Linked DNA regions of Rattus norvegicus: region 2 is linked to region 1. A link is a contact called in public Hi-C data. All regions are on one chromosome and are shown on one strand. The core of a region is the stretch at or near the end of the contact, and the rest is flanking DNA. Distances in the headings are between cores, read along the strand shown. Region 1 holds the start of Mfn1 (mitofusin 1). Region 2 holds the start of Ndufb5 (NADH:ubiquinone oxidoreductase subunit B5).

What was found. Hi-C and Micro-C count contacts between places; a contact is called where the count stands out from the background.
Region 2: a Hi-C map of kidney shows a contact between it and region 1, with 6 times the contacts expected there. The contact joins the promoter of Ndufb5 here to the promoter of Mfn1 in region 1. A contact is called at or near these places in 2 of 12 Hi-C or Micro-C datasets (the A7r5 cell line and kidney).

What each region holds. Positions count from the first base shown.
Region 1 is chr2:117,240,086-117,243,161 of GRCr8, reverse strand. Mfn1 (mitofusin 1) reads right to left here and starts at 1,404. Exons shown (of 19, transcript NM_138976.2): 1 at 1,189-1,404; 2 at 618-646.
Region 2 is chr2:117,446,136-117,449,211 of GRCr8, reverse strand. Ndufb5 (NADH:ubiquinone oxidoreductase subunit B5) reads right to left here and starts at 1,607. Exons shown (of 6, transcript NM_001106426.1): 1 at 1,410-1,607. The coding sequence starts at 1,533. It overlaps Mrpl47 (mitochondrial ribosomal protein L47), which reads left to right and starts at 1,851. Exons shown (of 7, transcript NM_001037183.2): 1 at 1,851-1,973. The coding sequence starts at 1,876.

The sequences.
Region 1 (3,076 bases), core at 155-2,654:
CAAAAAACAAAAACATTTGAAATGTGCATGTTTCTGGGGCTAGGCAGATGTCTCAGGGGTTAAGAACACTTGTTGCTCTTCAGGATTTAAATCAGGTTTATGGGACCTACACCGTAGCTTGCAACCACCTGTAACTCCAGTTCCAGGGGATCTTATGCACTATTCTGACCTCCAAGGGCACTGGGCAGGAACTGTGGTTAAACATACATACATAAATGCAGGAAAAACATACACATAAAAAATCTAAAAACAAACATTTTAAAATCATACTTATTCTGATACTTGCTAGTTCATGCCTGACATGTCTCAATTCCCTAATAGCAAAAAATTAACCTGACCAAATAGATCAAATACATTTTGGTATTATTTACTTAGTTATAGAAACCATGTTAGTCAGAAACAAAAGACCACTCTTAGGTGATCTCCCACTAAAACGCATGAAATTTGCCCCCCCCCTTTGCCTGTAACCAGTTACTTAGGAGCCTAACACAGAAAAATCTGAAAATTCAAGTCTACAGAGTCAACAGAGTGAGATCAAGGCTTGCCTGGGTCTCTTAGTCCATTCTGTCTCAAAACCAGACGTTTAGAAATGAGTTTAGGGGTATAGAGGCACTTACCTAGCATGTGAGGGGCCCAATCTTCAGTTCTGGAAAAGTAAATATAATAAATGTAAAATCGGTAAAGGCTAGTGACAGAAATCTTGGTTGTATTTCCTAATTTATTTTCCAAACTAGTTTAGCTAAACTGTGTGCATGTGACTCTTAAGGACTTCAGGGACCTGGGTTAGTCAGAGGAAGCCAAGATCTCAAAACATAACTAAGTTATTAACTTTCCCAGTTAGAGGTGTAGAGAAGAAAATAAAATGTCCAGGTCACAATACAGTACAAGCATCAAGAAGGCAGCAGCTTTCGTCACAATTACGGGGTCAAGACCTAAAGGAGGCATGAAGGCTTCAAGCCAAAGTCCCCAAACTTAAAAGTAATGTTAAATCTAAAGTGAAAGACGTTCAACCTGGAAGCTCCCATGAAAAGCCACCAAAAACGATCACACACTAATGCCGGCAAACGTAGCGCCGAGGTCATCAGGAGGGTGGCTCCCTCCAGAATCCTGAACTGACGGCGCGGAGGAGGTGCGTGGGGAGAGGAAGCCGCGTGGGCCGTAAGCCTGCCCAGCCGGCTGGATTCCTACCTGGACAGGCCTTCCCACAGGCTGGCCGCCGGTCGTTCTTGCCCGGCCCTGCCGTCAGGGCGCTCGCGCTGCGCCTGTCCGGAGCTCGAAGGTCACCCCGGGCGTCGCCACCCGCCAGCGGTCACTCATTCCGTCCCAGCTCCCGACTGTCACCCAGCAACCACTGCTCCGCCACAGTTCCCTGGCTGTCTCGTCCGCCGGAGAGCGGGGAGGAGCCCAAAGGAGGGGCTGGGGGCGGATACTTCCGGTGATTCGGATCTCCTATTGGCTGTTGCTCCGCAACCGGAACTGCATATATTGCGAGTGCCATTTTCCTTCAGGGTAGAAGGCGAGGTTTGTTTTGGGCAGGCACTCTTAATCACTGGGTTTTCTGTTCCATCTTATAACTCCTCCCCTTCAGAGTATTTTCCCTTCAGAGTCTTCAAAGTTCAAAGGCGCCATGTATGAAAAGATGCCCATGGTTATCTTGGGGTGTAGCGGGGAGAAGTGGGGAGGGGGCGTCCCAAAACCACGTAGATTCTTGTTTATCAAGCCAACAGGGAAAAGTCTGGTCTTGATTGGTTTTCTGGGGTTACTGGAGAGAGCTGTGTGTTTCTACTTACTGTAAGAGGTGTTACTTAAGAAAATTAATTTGTCCATGATTTAAACTTTGTTAGGAATCACCTGGGAATCTTGTTAAACCGTTGATTGATTGATCAAGGGTAAAGCCCAAAGACTCTGTGTTCCACTTTCCTGGAGAGCTTCCACAGCAGGTGTCCTGGGAGTTTGTTAGCAAATGAGATGCTTTTGCAAGGGAAGCCCCTTCATCTCTGTGAACGGCAGGTACCTCATCTATAAAATACTAAAAAAATGCCTACCTTATGAGTTGTGGGAAAGTGTGTAAAGTGCTTAAGACACTGATAGGCACCTGAAAGAGCTAGATAAATAAAAACTGTGGTTCTGTTGGATAGGTAACTATCGAGCATGCACAGTGAATGAGGTCATTTTGGACTGGGCTTACTATTATGGACAAAAAACAGGGCAAGAGGATAGAGTGTCCGAAGAAAAATAAGAAATGAGGAGCCAAATAGGTGTGTGTTTTCTGAAAGGATGATGTCATTTCTCGGGGCTTTCCAGGACCATTACTGGGAATCTCTGGAGAAAAACTGTCCAAAGACATAGAAAGCACAGTGGTAAGATGGATAAAATAAAAGACAAGCATGGCCTGGAGAGATGGCTTAGCGGTTAAGAGCACAGACTGCGGGTTGGGGATTTAGCTCAGTGGTAGAGCGCTTGCAAGGCCCTGGGTTCGGTCCCCAGCTCCAAAAAAAAAAAAAAAAAAAAAAGAAGAAGAAAGAAAAAGAGCACAGACCGCTCTGAGGGGTTGGGGATTTAGCTCAGTGGTAGAGCGCTTGTCTAGCAAGCGCAAGGCCCTGGGTTCGGTCCCCAGCACCGGAAAAAAAAAAAAAAAAAAAAAAAAAAGACAAGCATGGTGGAGTGTTGGAAAGATGAGGGATGAGGGTGAGCGAAATAAATGTTGGAAGGAAGGCAGGTGTAGAATAATAAAAGCTAAGATAAGAAGTCTGACTTTTAAATCAGGGTCTCAGTACTTAGCCTAAATGAGCCTTAAACTTGAAATTCTGCTGAAATCTGCTAAAGGCTAGCGTTCTAAATGTTTATATGCACAAGACATGGTTTTAGGTGTAATGGAAAACTTTTGGCAGGGAGAATAATAAAATTTGGTATGTTTGTTTGCACTGAGGCAAGGTCTGCCTTTGTAACTCTCACTAACTTGAATCTCCCAAATCATGAGGTTACTTTGGTTGCTGTAGGTACTGTGTGGAAAGAGATTCCACTTAATGCTTGCTCGCTCGCTCTCTCTCTCTCTCTCTCTCTCTCTCTCTCTCTC
Region 2 (3,076 bases), core at 358-2,857, 210 kb before region 1:
TAAATTCTGCAGCCAGGATTTGAATCTCAGCAGCAAAGCTCCAGAGAAAAAGTGGGTGGGAGAGGGGCCTAACAATCTTTCTGGGATGCCCAGGGAACTGGTGGGAGAGAGGAAAACCTTCAGGGAGCAATGGCAGATTTTGGGAGATTGGAGAGAATGTTTCTGGATTTAGGGTAAATTTTCTTGTTCCTCTGTATTGGACAAGGCAAACTGTGTGTCTCTAACAAAGAGGATTAAATGAACTGACTACTTAAAATGGCACCTGGCACTTAGCAGATGTTCAATAAACCCTGCCACCATTATTGCTGACTTAGTACAGCAGCACATGATTTTAAATATTAAGTCAGGTTCCTCATTTGTAAAACATTGAAAAACACTGAATTTTCTTTCCTTAGTCTCTGAAGAGAAAAAACAGATGGTACACTAAGCAGGTAGTGTTGCTGTTCACTCTTCTAGAAAGCAGAAGGATCCAGGGTCAGGCTCCTGGGCCCTCACTATGACTGCCCTGAGACCTGAGCTCTCTACTCCTCTTAGGCTCCATTCTGAGAGCAGTGGTTCGCAAGGTTCCTAATGCTGCAATCCTTCATTGCAGTTCCTCATGCTGTGACAGCCCCCCCACCATAAAATTATTTTCATTACTACTCCATAACTGAAATTTTGCTGTTATGAATCATAATGTAAACATTTGTGTTTTCCTATGGTCTTAGGTGACCCCTATGAAGGGGTCGCGACTCGCAGGCCGAGAACCACTGCAAGATATTAAAGATATTAAAGGCACGACTGCATTAACATACAGCAGATACAATTTGGACTGAACTCAACATTACATATTCACTCACACTACAGTCTTTTAAAAAAACATAAAATATTTTCGTGGACTTCTAAGACATCGTGAGCTTCACGGACACTGTTACTACTGTGCCTAACTGGGCAGTCACCTGGAGCCTTTTTACCCTCGTGCCTAGAACCATCACTACAGCCTTCACTTCAGTGCGCTTCTCAGCAACTTCCTATGTGCGGTGCCACCCATCCTGATTCTGCCCTGAGTCCTACGATGTAGCCAAGCCTGTAATCCTAGCCCTGGGAACGCGGGCAGGAGACTCGGACCCCCGAGACCCAGTCTCAATAACGAAGAGTGTGTAGTTGCCCTTGCACACGCGGGCAGCAGCTCCACGCCTGTCTAGCCTGGCTGCGAGTGAGCAGCGACCGGCATGGGTGGCAAGGCGCTTCGCAAACGCTGAGCTTAAACAAGGCCATCCGACTTCTACAGCAGCTCTTCCACAGCCAGCGCGGCGTGTCCTCTAGAGCCCCAGGCCGACTTTGTCCCCACTCTCTCCCTCGGAGGTCCCCAAGGTCACCTGGAAAGAGCCCTCCCCCCTCTCACCCGCGTCTCCAAGGCCGGCACCCACCGACAGTCTTCGGAAAGCTCCGTGTGAGAAAACTTCCGACTCCGAGCCTAGTGCCAGCGCGGCGGCCAGACAGAGCTGTCAGAGCGGCGACCGAAGCCCGCTGCAGCAGGCTCATAGCCGCCATGGCTACTACAGCCACGGAAGGAAGTAGGGTAGGCAACGGGAGCCGGGAGGGACAATCCACCAGTGAAGGCGAATGCCGGGAAGGCCATGTTGAGTGAGGGCAGCGACGGGTGCTTGCTAGCTTCATAGGCAGGCGCTGGCGGAAAACAGTGACGACATTGTAGGTGGGTGCGCGAAGAGAGCCGCGTAAACTCTATAGCATACGGGAGGGGGGGAGGGAGTGAGGGAAAGAGCCGTGGGAGCGACCATGTTTAGTAAGGGCAAAGCCTGTTCTTGTTTGCTTCATTCGTCTCACGCGGAAGTGACCTAGTGGACACCGGCACAGTGTGTCTGCATTAGAAACATGGCTGCCACCAGTCTAGTGGGTATTTGTAGAAGAGCCTCAGCGTTCTTAAAGGCTGCTTGTTCCCTAGTAAATCCCAAGACCCCTGCTCACTCCGGGTAAGTGATGAGAGAAGAACTGACTGCCGCCGCCTTTGGGAGCTTCTTGCAGTGTGCAATAGAGATAGACCACCAGGGAGGCAGAGAGCGTGACCTTGGAGTCGTCTACCCTGGCGCACCCTGTTCTTCCTCTAGCGTTCTGTTGCCGCGGGCGGTGGGAGTATAGGATGTCGGTGTTTACTGGGACAGACGTGTACTGGGACTGGGTAGGTTGGAAGGGAGGTTTCCGAGGAGTCTTGAGCTGTGGAACGGACGGTCTTTGTACCGTAGGGTTCTGACGTAGATTGTCCGGTAGATGTTAAGTGATGAGAGCAGCTAAGTCAACAGAAGCTGTTTCTTCGAGTATGACAAAGCTTACTCTTCGTTGACATTTGCCTGCAGGGAGCCGAATTTTAGAAATAGTAGAGTGCGATTAATTGAAGGAAACAATCCATGTTCGGTGGAATGCTCCGCTATTGTGCACCTATTAGCTTCTATAGTATTAACACTAACTTTGGAAATTAGCTTTTTAAAACCTTGCACAGTTGTAACTTGATCAGGGCGGCAAGCTTGAATAAATGATTGTGTCTTTTATTAATCTTTTTTCCTTAAAAAATGGACTAATTTGAGGCTGGAGAGATGGTCCAGTGTTTAAGTGCATGTGCTGTTCTTATAGAAGACCCAAGCTAGGTTCACTAACTTGGCTCATGGTGGCTCACTAACACCTTTAACTCTAATTCTGATGCCTTCCTAGACCTCTAAAGGCCACACACATATATGGTGCACATATATGTAGGAAAGACATTCAAATACATAAATCTTACATTTTTATAATGAAACAATTTTATTGTGTATTTTTTAATAAAAATTAATCTCTGTCACTCAGAAGAGAGGCAAAATATTTTGAAGATGAAAAAGCCAGTTGAGCATGCCCAGATGAATACATTACTATTTCTTCTTTAATTTTGCAGATATACACACTTTATTTACCATTATTGTCCCAGAACAATAGAAACCTTATTAGAGTAAAACAGTAACCAGATACCCTTCACCCACAGTAACCAGTCATTGACTCTTTGTCACATTTTTCAAGATTCCTGTATTTATGCTCTTTTCGTGCACTA